Linked DNA regions of Oryctolagus cuniculus: region 1 is linked to region 2. The links are chromatin contacts, called in public Hi-C maps. All regions are on one chromosome and are shown on one strand. Each heading gives the region's core, a stretch centred on a gene start, on an enhancer-like site or on the middle of the called end of the contact. The rest is flanking DNA. Distances are from core to core; before and after follow the strand shown.

Region 1 (7,107 bases), core at 1,625-4,124, 56 kb before region 2:
ATATAGTCAGCCTGTGATGCACAGGCTCAGCTGAAGGCAGTCTCAAACAAGGGTCCTTTTGACAGGGCAGTCATTCCCCACGTTCCTCAGATACTCACTATGGTCAAAGTAGTAAACTTAGTTCTCCAGAATTTACCTTCCCAAGATCTGGCAGTTCAAAAAATACATTCCCCAGCCCCCACTTCAACGACTCTCCTATATCCTTCTGACCTTTAATACTGCGTAACGTTAGATGAAAAATTGATTTTTTTTGGCTATTTATTTCACAGCTGAAGAAAAAATATACTGTGTAAGGTGTTAAATATTTTTACATGCAACAAACCTGGCAAGCCTCTAACCTGTATGCACACTTTAGAGTGCAGAGGTAAATGTCAGTGCTGTAATTTGTTACAGGTTTCTGATGACCAGCAATGAAAATGACCACGGGTTCTCACAATTCAAACCACTTTTACGTAAATGTGAACTTTCCTAAAACAGCCAAAGGAGAGAACTTTCCATCTAAGCTCACAGAGTCTCTTAGAGATACTGATAGCATTGTTCACTGGGTTAGGTGCTCTTTGAAAAAAAAAAAAAAAAAAAAAAAAAAAAAACAACTTACAAATATTAGTTTATTTCTGGGCCTATGCTTTGACCTTTAATAAAAATGTCCTTCAAGACACCAGTTATTAAAAATGAAAGGAACAATTTTTAATGCCTGAACAACTGCCATTTCATATAATCGGCCCTGCAGAAGGCTATACCTTACAAGTCAGCAGTGTTAGAAAAAAAAAAAAGTGGTGACCTCACTTACCAGACATGGAGTAGCGTTATAAGAAACCATGAGTTGAATGTATCTGGCATCTGACACCCTAGAAAATAACAATAAAATGTAAATGTGTGATGGTTCAGGGAGGCATGCTGACTGTATTTTAAATGTTAGTAGGAATTCCTACTAACATTCGTTCCACTGTTTTCTCACTTTTCATAACACGGCCTAGATGGTCTCTGTGGTTTCTTCCAACTTCTGTGTGATTCTACAGTACCTTCCCTTGCTGGGCTTCAATTCCAAAGAGCCAAGCAAATGCCACCTGGCCTGCCCCCTCTGAACATCAGCTTTTTTCACTTGAGCTCCAGTGTCTCCTTTTTCCCGTCTTCTTTCTACAAGGTTTCCAGTGTGCTATGGACATGAGTATGCAGAATGATTTGCCCAAAAAGATAATAATTAGGAGAAAAAACTGGGGATTGAGGAAGCCAAGGCAAAATGAGAAAGCAGACCTTATCTAATCAAAGGCCAGTAGTCACCCCATCCTTGGTTTCAGATCCCGCATGTCCATGCTCAGACATCCACCTCTCAATTCTCAGATCTCTAAGAAACGCCTCTGGGCAGATGAGGGGTGCCTCACTGAATATGATCTCCTTATTACACCATAGCAGAAAAGCTGAAGCAGGAGAATGAAGAGAAACAAGAAAACTCTGTCCTTTGGAGCAATGAATAAAGAAAAGAAGTAGTTAGGTCCACAGTTGTTATGAAGCAGGTTAAGCTACGTTAGTCATACCAGCATCCCGTATCTGAGTGCCAGTTCAAGTACTGGCTACTCTTATAAGGATCCAGCTTCCTACTAATGCATCTCGGAAGGCGGCAGAATATGGCCCCAATACTTGAGGCTTTGTCACCCATGTAGAAGACCAGGATGGAATTCCTGGCTCATGGCTTCAACTTGGCCCAGCCCTGGCTGACGCAGCCATTTCAGGAGCGAACCAATTCACAGAAGAATAGAAGATCTCTCTCTCTCTGTCACTTTTAAATACATAAATTTTTTGGGAAAAAAAAAAAAGGAGTAGTATCCTCTGCTTTCAGTAGTCAGTGAAGTATACAAAGCACTAAATGATAACAAATAGGAAGATAAAACACAGGGCAGGATCACGTGAGCTGCACTCTCAGTGCCAAGAATAAGAAAGACCTATAATTCACGGTGAGTTTACTATGTGCCAGTCAGAATAGGTGTTTCACATGCAATAGCTCAGTGAATCTCTCCAACAATCCTGCCAGGTGCGTATAGGTAAGAAAACTGATTTTTAGAGAAATGAAGCAATTGCCCAAGGCCACAAACTTATGAAACAAAATAGCTGTGATCAAATTCATATCTACTTGACCCCAGACACTGTGTTCTTAATTGTCATTCTGGGGGCCGGCGCCGTGGCTCACTTGGTTAATCCTCAGCCTGCGGCAGTGCCGACATCCCATACGGGCACTGGGTTCTAGTCCTGGCTGCTCCTCTTCCAGTCCAGCTCTCTGCTGCAGCCCGGGAGGGCAGTGGAGGATGGCCCAAGTGCTTGGGCCCTACACCCACGTGGGAGACCAGGAAGAAGCACCTGGCTCCTGGCTTCAGATCAGTGCAGCGCCGGCCATAGCGGTCATTTGGGGGATGAACTAATGGAAGGAAGACCTTTCTCTCTGTCTCTCTCTTTCTCACTGTCTATAACTCTACCTGTCAAAAAAAATTAATTAATTAATTTAAAAATTGTCATTCTGTCCTCCTAATACTAAAATTGTCAGAAACCAGCACTCTCTGAGGACCCATACTACATGTCAGGTTCACTGCTGGTCATGGCAATGATCTAACTTGACCCTTACTTTAACCCCAGAGGGAAGCACTAGGAATCCTCATTGTAAGATGAGAAAACAGCCTCAAAAACGCTAAGTAACTTGAGGGCAGTCCTATTAACAAGCTAGTGGCAGGCTGGGGTTTGAATCCATGTCTGTCACAAAGTGATACCAAAATACTCGGTGAGCTTACTGGGAGTGCCCAGCAGCTGTCAAGTGGACTTCCTCTCAGAGCTTAGCAGGAGGGAGGCAAAGGCTGGCTTGGCCAGCCATACAGCTATTAAGACACATGCCATCTGAGAGTGGGCCAGCCGCCCTCCACCTAGAACAAGAATAGCCCTGAGAAACTCTCAAGCCTGGATCTGAAGCTGGGTCTTTTTTTGGATGCTAGAACAAAACATTAAGAAGCAAAGTTTTCTTGGAAGTCTGTCTTTCAATCTGGAAAATGAAATTTGGCCGCCTGCAAAGGACAATCTGTTCAACTGCTACCTCTACATCAAAGCTTCTCGGCAGCCTCCAGGAGCCTTTCCAGTTTTCTCAGAGAGGGAATCAGTTCTTGGGCTGGAAAGCACAGGCAGGCAGGCCGGCCAACAGCTGGACTCGGGTCACCATTTTCCCTTCGAGGGGTCAGCTCAGGGCTGAGGATGAGAAAAGGGCTGGCACATGATTTGAGTCCCTCTACCTACTGGAGTCAGAATAGAAACCCACAGGGTAAAACCCTAAAAAATAAGGCCAATGAATGTTGACTGTCAGCAATGCAAAACTAGAGCAGATTCTTTAGCTCAATGAAACCTGTTTGCACACTTCAAAGTCAAAATCTGCAATATGCCTTTGTTTTGATTACACTCTTCCTCCAATGTACACACAGTGCATTTTTTCTGAGGCTAGCCACTTTCTTCTTTGACACCAGGTTGGATAAAATTAAATAATTCATCACTGTTTTGAGTAGCAGAATTAGCACACTTGTTCATTAATGTGGGCTCAGTCTGCCTCATCCAAAATCCTGACCCTACGTCGTAGTCACTACATGACTCAGGAAAGGTACTTGGTCTCGCAGGGCTTGGTTTTCTTCTCTTTATAAACATAGGGAGGACAAGATAATCTACCTTATAAGATTTTTGTGAGGGTTAACTTAAGGCTATAAAATATTTAGCAAAATGGCTAGTAGTCAAAAAGTAACTCAACAAATATTTGCTAGTGTTTTTACTCATTGAATTATTTAAATATTAGAGTTTAAAATACTTGAAACACCTCACTCATTATTTGATTCTGTCAATCACTGACTCAGAACTTGCTAAGAACTCTTGCCTCTGAAGTAATCGGTCTCATGGGTTAAAAGCAAGTAGTTCACATACAGCAGTGTGGAATTAAATGCAAGCCTTACTGATTGGCCATCTCTGTTCCACAGTGCTTTTCATAGCAGAACTGCTCTAGAAAAGACCAATCAGTAAACCACTGCATACTCGGATGGTGTGCTCATCAGTGACAACAAGGGACGGCATTAGAACATCACAGAAACAACAGCTGGCTGCTAAGACATCTCACCACTCAGAATCCCCAAATCTAGCTCTCTGAAGCTAAACCTTTTGAACACCAAGGCTCTGAGATGGTAGAGTCTATAACTTTGGCATTTTATGGGAGCCTATTCAAGAGGGTGCTGTGTGTACGTTTTATTCACCAACATACCATGGTGAACAACTCATTCTTATACAATCTTCAAGAAAGTGCACCAGCCTCTCTTTTGGGAGAAGGGAGAGTGTGGAGGATAACAACTTCCAGCTGCCTGAAGTGCTCTACTCTTTTAAAAAGTTACTGAACCCTCAGGACAGTCAAGCTCCAGGGTAGGTGTTTGGCACAGCAGTTAAGATGCTGCTTGGGACACTTGCATCTCATTATCAGAATCAGCTTCCTTTTAATGTACACCCTGGGAAGTAGCAGATAATGGCTCAAGTACTTGGGTCCCCACCATGCATGTGGAAGACCCAGATGGAGTTCCAGGCTACTGACTTTGGCCTCGCCCAGTCCGTGCTGTTGCAGACATTTGGGGGAGTTAACCAGCATACAGAAGTTCTCCTTATCCATCCGTCTCTCTCACTCTTTCAGTTTCTCTGCCTTTAAAATAAATTTAAAAAATAAAATAAAATTCGAGGTCGGCACTGTGGCATAGTGGGTAAAGCCGCTGACTGCAGCACTGGCATCCCATATGAGCACTGGTTCAAGCCCTAGCTGCTCTTCTTCCGATCCAGCTCCCTGCTGATGCACCTGGGCAAGCAGTGGAAGATGGCCCAAGTCCCTGGGACCCTGCACTCACATGGGAGACCTGGAAGAAACTCCTAGCTCCTGACTCCTTGGCTTCCAGCCAGACTCCAGCTCTGGCTGTTGCCGCCATTTGGGGAGTGAACCAGCAGATGAAAGTTCTCTCTGTCTCTCCCTCTCTCTGTAACTCTTTCAAATAAATACATAGACCTTTAAAATAATAATAATCACAAAATTGTAAAATAAAATTCAAGAACTATGTGACCAATAGCATTTATAATCTTGGGAAGCAATATACAAGAGGTTTTCAAAACATTCATGAAAAACACCTATTATAAAACAATTATGCATGATTTATTTTTATTTTGTATCCAAATAATCTCCATTCCCTTTTCCCTAAACTTTTTGAGGTACCCCCATACATTTTCTTCTCTTATTCCAAACTTTCTTTAGAATTTGAGCCACAAGAAAGTCAGAATCAGTATATTTTTCATCATCTGTCTTCAGGTGCTACTTTCTAGACTGCTTCTTTTTATTCACTAGTCATTGTCTGGAACCAATTCAATTTGATTTTAAAACTTAACCAGCCCACAAATGACAAAAATAGGCCATACTGAAGCATAATTCAAATAAACATGCTAAAGGTCTTCAAAGGCAATTCTAAAACTGAGTCACAGAAAACATACAGATACCGAGTTACAGTGCTTCACTGACTCATACCATGGAAATGACAATATATTCATTTTACACGCTAAAAACAAAGAAGTGGGGGGACAGTGAGGACTGTTGTACTAGTTAGTGATTTGTTCTTAAATTTGGGCATTGGTAATGAGTGTGACCAGATGACAAAAACGCATTTATCTGTATACGTATGTGTATTTCTTGGTATGCATACTGTATTTCAATAAAATGTTTAAAAAAATATGAAAAGTAGTGTCACTGAAAAATTCTCTGCCTCCTCAGCTAACTACTTTGAAGGACAAAGCCAGAACAAAGTTTAGTGAAGTATACAGGTTATAGTATGTATCGACATTAGTCTTTAGTCTGCAAAACTAGTACAACATTTCACAGAAGTACTTCTTATTTAAGTGCAACAAAATGCAAAAATACTAAGATGGATTATGGGAAAGGCACTGTAGCATAGCAGGTTAAACCACCACTTGAGACACCTGTTAGAGCACCACCTGAAGTCCCGTTTCCTCTGCTTCCGAGCCAGATTCTGGAAAATGCACCTGAAAAGGCAGTGAAGACAGCCCAAGTACTTGGGTTCCTGCCAACCACGTGGGAGACCCAGATGGAGTTCCTGGCTCCTGGCTTCAGCCTGGCCCAGCCCTGGTTGTTCTGGGCACTTGAAAAGTAAACCAATAGATGAAGATCTTTCTCTCTGTGTGTTATTCTTTAAAATAAATAAATACATCTTTTAAAAAAGAGGGATTACATTTCTAAACTGCAAACACATTCATTCATAGGCAACATGTCATAGTGGAAAAATCCCTGGATTTTAAGCCAAGCAACAAAGGCTCAAATCTTGGCTAAGCAATCGTAGGACAGTCACTTGGCCCCTTAAGCCTCAACTGCTTCTGAAAACAAAACAAGCAAAAATAAAAACAATAATTTAACCCCTATCTCACAAGGTTTTATAACTCCTACATGAGATAAAGGTAAAGCATAACATGTAAAAGTGATCACATAGAATATAACAATTACAATTCTTAAAAATTTTCCCAAGTTTAATAAGGAATTTATAACAGGCTATAAACTGAAACATAATACACTGATTTAAACAAGATAACACTTGATTCTATATTAATACTAAACAATCTTCAATAATAAAGGATTGGTCAAGACATAGATAGCTAGTAAGTATCCTCTCAAACTAATCATAATGAATTTGATTTACTGAATCAAATATTAAATAGGTATCTGAGGATAAGATTTTCTTAATATTTTATAAAAACAGGGGCCGGCACTGTGGTGCAGTGGGTTAAAGCCCTGGCCTGAAGCGCTGGCATCCCATATGGGCACCGGTTCTGGTCCCGGCTGCTCCTCTTCCAATCCAGCTCTCTGCTGTGGCCTGGGATAGCAGTAGAAGATGGCTCAAGTCCTTGGGCTCCTGCACCCGTGTGGGAGAGGAAGCTCCTGGCTTCAGATCGGCGCAGCTCTGGCCGTTGCGGCCATCTGGGGAGTGAACCATCGGATGGAAGACCTCTCTCTCTCTCTCTCCCTCTCTGCCTCTCCTCTCTCTGTGTAACTCTGACTTTCAAATA
Region 2 (6,980 bases), core at 4,450-6,949:
TTTGACAGGCAGAGTGGACAGTGAGAGAGAGAGGCAGAGAGAAAGGTCTTCCTTTGCCGTTGGTTCACCCTCCAATGGCCGGCGCGCTGCAGACGGCGCACCACGCTGATCCGATGGCAGGAGCCAGGTGCTTCTCCTGGTCTCCCATGGGGTGCAGGGCCCAAGTACCTGGGCCATCCTCCACTGCACTCCCTGGCCACAGCAGAGAGCTGGCCTGGAAGAGGGGCAACCGGGACAGAATCCGGCGCCCCGACTGGGACTAGAACCCGGTGTGCCGGCGCCGCAAGGCGGAGGATTAGCCTAGTGAGCCGCGGCGCCGGCCTAAAAGGAAGGAAATTCTGACATATTCACCAAAATGGATGAACCTTGAAGACATTATTCTAAATGATATAAACTAGTCACAAAAGATCAAATACTGTATGACTCTACTTATCTGTGGCATCATACAAACAGAATCACTTACATGATTTTACCTACAGTACTCAAACACATAGTGACAGAATATAGGATGGTGGTTGCCAAGGGCTAAGAAACTAACAGGAGTTATTCCTTGGGGTCAGCACTGTGGTGCAGTGGGTTAACACCCTGGCCTAAAGCGTCGGTGTCCCATATGGGCACCGGTTCGAGTCCTGGCTGCTCTACTTCTGATTCAGCTCCCTGCTAATATGCCTGGGAAAGCAGTGGAGGATGGCCCAAGGGCCCCTGCACCCACGTGGGAGAACTGGAAGAAGCTCCTGGCTCCAGATCGGCGCAGTTCCGGCCATTGTGGCCAATTGTGGAATGAACCAGCGGATGGAAGACCTCTCTCTCTCTGCCTCTCTTCTCTCTGTCTAACTCTGACTTTCAGATTAATAAATAACTCTTTAAAAAAAAAAATAGGAGTTATTCCTTAATAGGTACAGAACTCTAGATTTGCAAAACAAAAGGAGTTCTGCAGATGAAGACTGCTGACAGTAGCACAACACAGAACTGTGCATGTGAAAAAATGGTTAAAGTCGTACAGGGGGTTAAGCTGCAGCTTGTGTCAACAGCATTCCATGTCAGCGCACAGGTTCGAGTCTCAGCTGCTGTTTCAGATCCAGCTGCCTGCTAGGGCGAGTAAACCAGCAGATGGAAGATGTCTTTCTCCCTGTCTATCCTCTCACTCTCCGTCACTCTTTCTAATAAATAAATAAATCTTTTTTAAGAATTGGTTAAAAGGCTATGTTGTAGTATAAGTATTTTATCACAATTTTTATAGATTTATTCATTTACTTGAAAGTCAGAGTTTCACAGAGAGAGAAGGAGAGGCAGAGAGAGAGAGAAGTCTTCTATCCACTGGTTCACTCCCCAATTGGCTGCAATGGCTGGAGCTGCGCCAATCCGAAGCCAGAAGCCAGGTGCTTCTTCCCAGTCTCCCACGTGGGTGCTGGGGCCCAAAGACTTGGGCCATCTTCTACTGCTTTCCCAGGCCATAGCAGAGAGCTGGATCAAAAGTGTAGCAGCCGGGACTTGAACCAGCACCCATATGGGATGGCGGCACTGCAGGCAGCGGTTTTACCCACTATGCCACAGTGCTGGCCCCAACAATTTTTTTTTAAAAGTACAGAGTGCCTTTCTGCAATTTCTACCATTCCTAAAGAAAAGCAGAAATGAGCCCAGGACAGTTCTTAAAACCATAAGCATGTCTAGTTTCACCAAATGTCCAGCTTCTACACTAGAGCCTCTCGGCAATAGCTTTTCTCCTCCTTCTCAAACCCATCAGTGGTTCTCCACAACTGGAAATAGGAAAAAATTGGCTGATAAGACAGAAATAGAAAAAAGCAAGATAAGACTAACAAGAATGTTTCAAGAATACTACTTCTTGATGGTCCAAGTTACTTGATTAGGGAGAATAATATGCCCTCCTTTCTCAAGGGCTGTTGCAGGGGTTATGTAAATCCATAGCTATAAAGTATTTAAAAGTTGGGATGGGCATGTAGTGTATCATCTGTTAAGTCTCTGCTTGGAACACCCATATCCCTTATCAAAATGCCTAGGTTCAAGTCCCAGCTGCTCTGCTTCTTATCTAGCTTCCTGCTAATGCGCACCCTGGGAGACAGCAAACAATGCTTAAGTATTTGTATCCTCAGGGTGCAGTTCCTGGCTCCTGGCTTCAGCCTGGCCATCCTAGCTATTGCACCCACCTATAGAGTGAATTAGCACATGAAAGATCTCTCTCTCTCTCTTCTCTCCCTGCAATTCTGCCTTTCAAATAAAAAAATCTTAAAAGAAATAAATAAAATAAAACAAAAAAACCTGGATCCCCACCACCCACATAAGAGCCCCATATTGAGTTCCTCACTCCTGACTTTAGCCTGGCCCAGCCCTGGCTGGTGCAGGCATTTGGGGAATAACCTAGCAGATGGAAAATCTCTTGTCTCTCTGAGTTCCAAATAAAAAAGGGAAAGAAACTGGTCCCCCTCTGCCTTCAGAATAAACTGCAAACTCCTATGACATACAAGGCCTTGCCTTGTCTCCTGCCATTTTCTCATGAGTGCCCTGAATCCCAACAGATTTATTTACTTACAGTTCCTTGATTATCTTAGAGTAAGCCAATTCTCTACGCCAGCTCCCCATTCTCAACCTAATGCTCTCTTACTTAAGCAAAGCATCTCTGCCTCCATACTTCACTTCCACAGGATCTGATAGACTTTTTTTTTTTTTTTTTTTGACAGGCAGAGTGGACAGTGAGAGAGAGAGACAGAGAGAAAGGTCTTCCTTTGCTGTTGGTTCACCCTCCAATGGCCGTCGGCCGCGCACCGCACTGATCCAAAGGCAGGAGCCAGGTACTTATCCTGGTCTCCCATGGGGTGCAGGGCCCAAGGACTTGGGCCATCCTCCACTGCACTCCCTGGCCACAGCAGAGAGCTGGCCTGGAAGAGGGGCAACCAGGACAGAATCCGGCGCCCCAACCGGGACTAAAACCCGGTGTGCCGGCGCCGCAAAGCGGAGGATTAGCCTAGTGAGCTGCGGCGCTGGCCTGATAGACTTCTATCACAGCATTCCAACTACTGTCTGATAGTTTTCTTGACTATCTCTCCTCATAGATTATAAACTTCAGAGTAAGGTTTATGTTTCCCATGCTGGGTGCTTTGTTTAGTTCCTAGAATCCAGTAAACATTCCAAATAGTTGCTGAACTAGGGAAAAAAGAGGAAGAAATGCAAACATAACTTGTATCAGTTGATTCTCAGATCAACCCTAGCAACCTTACTCATTAAAAAAAAAAAAAAAAAAACTGCGTCTCAAAGCAGTTAGCTGACTCATTCAAGTAGTGGAGTAGCAGAGCCAAGCTTTCAAACAAAGCTTTTAAGATTCCCAGGCAGGCATGCTTTTCCAGCATTTGGAACTCCTCATAGTGTCTCAAATGCCTCTTCAGAATAGGTGATCGGCCGGCGCCCAGGCTCACTAGGCTAATCCTCTACCTGCAGCACCGGCACCCCGGGTTCTAGTCCCGATCGGGGCGCCAGATTTTGTCCCGGTTGCTCCTCTTCCAGGCCAGCTCTCTGCTGTGGCCCTGGAAGGCAGTGGAGGATGGCCCAGGTCCTTGGGCCCTGCACCCACATGGGAGACCAGGAGGAAGCACCTGGCTCCTGGCTTCAGATCAGCGCAGCGCGCCAGTCGTAGCGGTCATTTGGGGGGTGAACCAACGGAAAAGGAAGACCTTTCTCTCTGTCTCTCTCTCACTAACTCTGCCTGTCAAAAAAAAAAAAGAATAGGTGATCAATACAAACCTGCTACTTTCATTTTCACTGCCATTTTGAACTTGTCCTAAGGAAGTCTCTGTTGCTTTATCACACATTACACTGTAAGTATAATGTGAAGATTTTAGGGAATTACCATATAAAATGAAAATGATTTTCCTTATCGTAACTTGCACTGAACCAAAAAAATTAAAACACAGGAAAAAAGGAGGTGGGCGTTTGGCCTACCAGTTAAAGACTACCACATCCCATACCAGAGCGCCTGGGTGCTAGTCACACTCTACTCCTGACTCCAGCTTCCTGTTAATGCACACCCTAGAACAAGGCAGGTGATGTCTCAAGTACTTGAGTCTCTGCCATCCATGTGGAAACCCAGATTGCATTTCTGCCTCCTGATTTCAGCCTGGCCCAGCCCCTGCAATTGTAGACATTTTGGGGAATGAACCAGCAATGGGTGCTGGCTGTCCCTGTCTCTGTCTCTCTGCCTCTCATAAAAATACAAAGAAAAAAATTTTTTAATTTAAAGAAGAGTCAATTAATGAAGCACAGAGAGGTGGTTTCTATGGATACTACCACTTAGAAAGAAGTGAACCTGCAGCATTCCACATGATTGGTCAGGGGCAAGAACATTTAAGGCATTTGGAGCAGCCACTAACTTCTCAGACAAAACAAAGTGTTTATTTTGGGTCTGTAGCCCAATAAACTTTTCATCTTTCCCCCCCAAATATTCATCTTAAAAACTAAGAGAGTTAGAACATCCTAACTGCCATTTCCCCAGCAGTCCTCAGATCTGAATCAATTCTGCCCCGGCATCAACAATTACTTCACTAGGTGAACCTCTCTGTGGGTTACAGGAATTATTCTTCAAACATTTATAAAGCAGCAAAGGTGCTGCCATTTACAAGCATGACAACGAATACAAAAAATACAACTGCAGTCTTTGTAAACCACATACAAAAATATTGAAAACACAAGTGTAAAATGACAACCAAAAAGACAGCCAGACGCAGGAGCCTGCTATGAAAAATAGTCTTTGGTCCAGTTTTTGACAGACTTGGTAAAATTATGAGTTTTCCCATTCCTCCCTAAGTTCTGTAACCTCTTAACTTTGTTCCTCATGTACCTCCGGGAGGTCACAGTATGGCAGAAGGGCTGAATCTAAGAAGTACAGCAGCTTCCCACATGGGTGCTAAGCTGTCCAGCAGTCCTTCCTTCCTTAAGTTAGTCATTTATTCAGCACACTTATGACGCGCCAGACACTGTGGTAGGCAAAGTAAGATGACAGATACGGCCCCCGTCCTCTTCCAGCTCTCATCTAATAATCTACATCCCACCTCACTGGACAGTGAACAATTGACTTATAATGTCTGAAACAAACTCAGAGACCCTCAGGGTCTGAAGGGACTGCAGGAGAGAAATGTCCTCGTTTTTCAGATGCAAGAGCTCCGAAAGAAACTTGCCCAAGGTCACTCTGTGCATCAGTGACAGAACTAGAAGAACTGTGTCTCCCGAAACTCCACCTAAAACCGCAGGTGCCCCTCTCCGTGAGGAGAAGTGGTTACAGAAAAGCCCCGGTAAAGAAGAGTCTGATGTCACTCTCTCCCTCTCGAAAGAAGGGGAAGCCAAAGCCAAATAGGAACTACGAAGAGCTGACAAGCTGCCTCAGTTTCCCCGCAGAAAGGCGGCCACGCAACCTAGCTATCGTACAGGTTTCCCTTCTGCTCTTCCTTCCAGTTCTTCCCGCCCAGGCCTCCCCGATTCCAACCCAGGGACCCGGCGGGCGACAGTAGAAAATGACTCCTTCACTCACAAGGACTCGCACCAGCAACGCCATGTTCCTCAACAACCATTTCCGGGTGAAAGGTGGGCTTCCGGAGTCCCCGCCGCCACCGCCCCTTTACTACGTTATTCTACCGCCCGCGGGATTCCGACAGCGGCGGCGCAGGCGCACAGAGCTGCTGCGCGCAGGCGCGGGCGCGCGCGCGTTTACCCGGGCTTCGGTTCTCTCCCGGGGAAGCGTCACAGTGGCTCCAGTGCGTTCTTTGACGCTCTCTCCCTGGACCCCACCCTCGGAGCTTTTCCCTCACTTCACCCAGCCTCACTCTTCGGCTACACCTCGTCACAGTCCCTCCTCTTAGACTCCATTCATCCCCTTTTTAATTGGAGCTGAATAGAACAGGTCCCTTGGAAATACCACTATTTAAAAGGAGCCAGAGCCCAAGAACTTGGACCCCTGCACCCACGGGAGAGATCTGGATGGAGCTCCTGGCTCTTGGCTTCTGCCTGGCCCAGCCCTGGCCATTACAGCCATTTGGGGAGTGAACCAGTGGATGGAAAATTGTGTGTGTGTGTGTGTGTGAGTGTGTGTTCTTGTCCTTCTGTCAGTAATTCTACCTTAAAATAAATCAATAAACTTTTTAAAATAGATAAAAGAGCCTGTGAAGGGGTCCTGAAAAGGGAGGAAGGTGTTCACAAATGCTGATCTGAACCCTGGTGGAGGAGGGAACTTGGAGTGGTTGATGTTTAAGGTGAATATTTTTGAATACTGATAGGAAATGATTAGTAAGGGGTACAGGAAAAAAAAAAATCAAGAATACAGCCGGCGCTGCAGCTCACTAGGATAATCCTCCGCCTTGCGGCGCTGGAACACCGGGTTCTAATCCTGGTCGGGGCGCCAGATTCTTTCCCGGTTGCCCCTCTTCCAGGCCAGCTCTCTGCTATGGCCAGGGAGTGCAGTGGAGGATGGCCCAAGTCCTTGGGCCCTGCACCCCATGGGACCCAGGAGAAGTACCTGGCTCCTGCCTTCGGATCAGCGCAGTGCGCCGGCCGCGGTGGCCATTGGAGGGTGAACTAACGGCAAAAGGAAGACCTTTCTCTCTCTCTCACTGTCCACTCTGCCTGTCAAAAAAATAAATAAATAAAAATTTTAAAAAAAGAGCTGAAACTTAAAAAAAAAAAAAATACAAGCAGGGCCCTGGCCTGAAGCACCCGCATCCTATATGGGCGCCGGTTCTAGTCCCAGCTGCTCCTCTTCTGATCCAGCTCTCTGCTATGGCCTGGGAAAGCAGTAGAAGATGGCCCAAGTCCTTGGGCCCCGGCACCAGTGTGGGAGACCCAGAAGAAGCTCCTGGCTCCTGGCTCCAGATCGGCGCAGCTCCAGCTGTTGCAGCCATCTGGGGTGTGAACCATCGGACGGAAGACCTCTCTCTCTCTCTCTCTTTCTCTCTGCCTCTCCTCTCTCTGTGTAACTCTGACTT

What was found. A called contact is a pair of places that touch in the nucleus more often than the background predicts.
Region 1: a Hi-C map of psoas muscle shows a contact between it and region 2, with 2.1 times the contacts expected there. The contact joins the enhancer-like site here to the promoter of UQCC1 in region 2. A contact is called at or near these places in 2 of 6 Hi-C or Micro-C datasets (psoas muscle and an unstated tissue).

Annotation. Positions count from the first base shown.
Region 1 is chr11:22,795,553-22,802,659 of mOryCun1.1, reverse strand. It overlaps UQCC1 (ubiquinol-cytochrome c reductase complex assembly factor 1), which reads right to left. Exons shown (of 10, transcript XM_002710826.5): 6 at 791-848. Among named protein-coding and RNA genes, the nearest start is that of UQCC1, 55 kb to the right of the region's middle. Within about 2 kb of position 2,874, at least 1 of the 8 cell types and tissues checked has an H3K27ac peak or open chromatin away from gene starts, as enhancers often do.
Region 2 is chr11:22,742,602-22,749,581 of mOryCun1.1, reverse strand. It overlaps UQCC1 (ubiquinol-cytochrome c reductase complex assembly factor 1), which reads right to left and starts at 5,699. Exons shown (of 10, transcript XM_002710826.5): 1 at 5,534-5,699. The coding sequence starts at 5,557.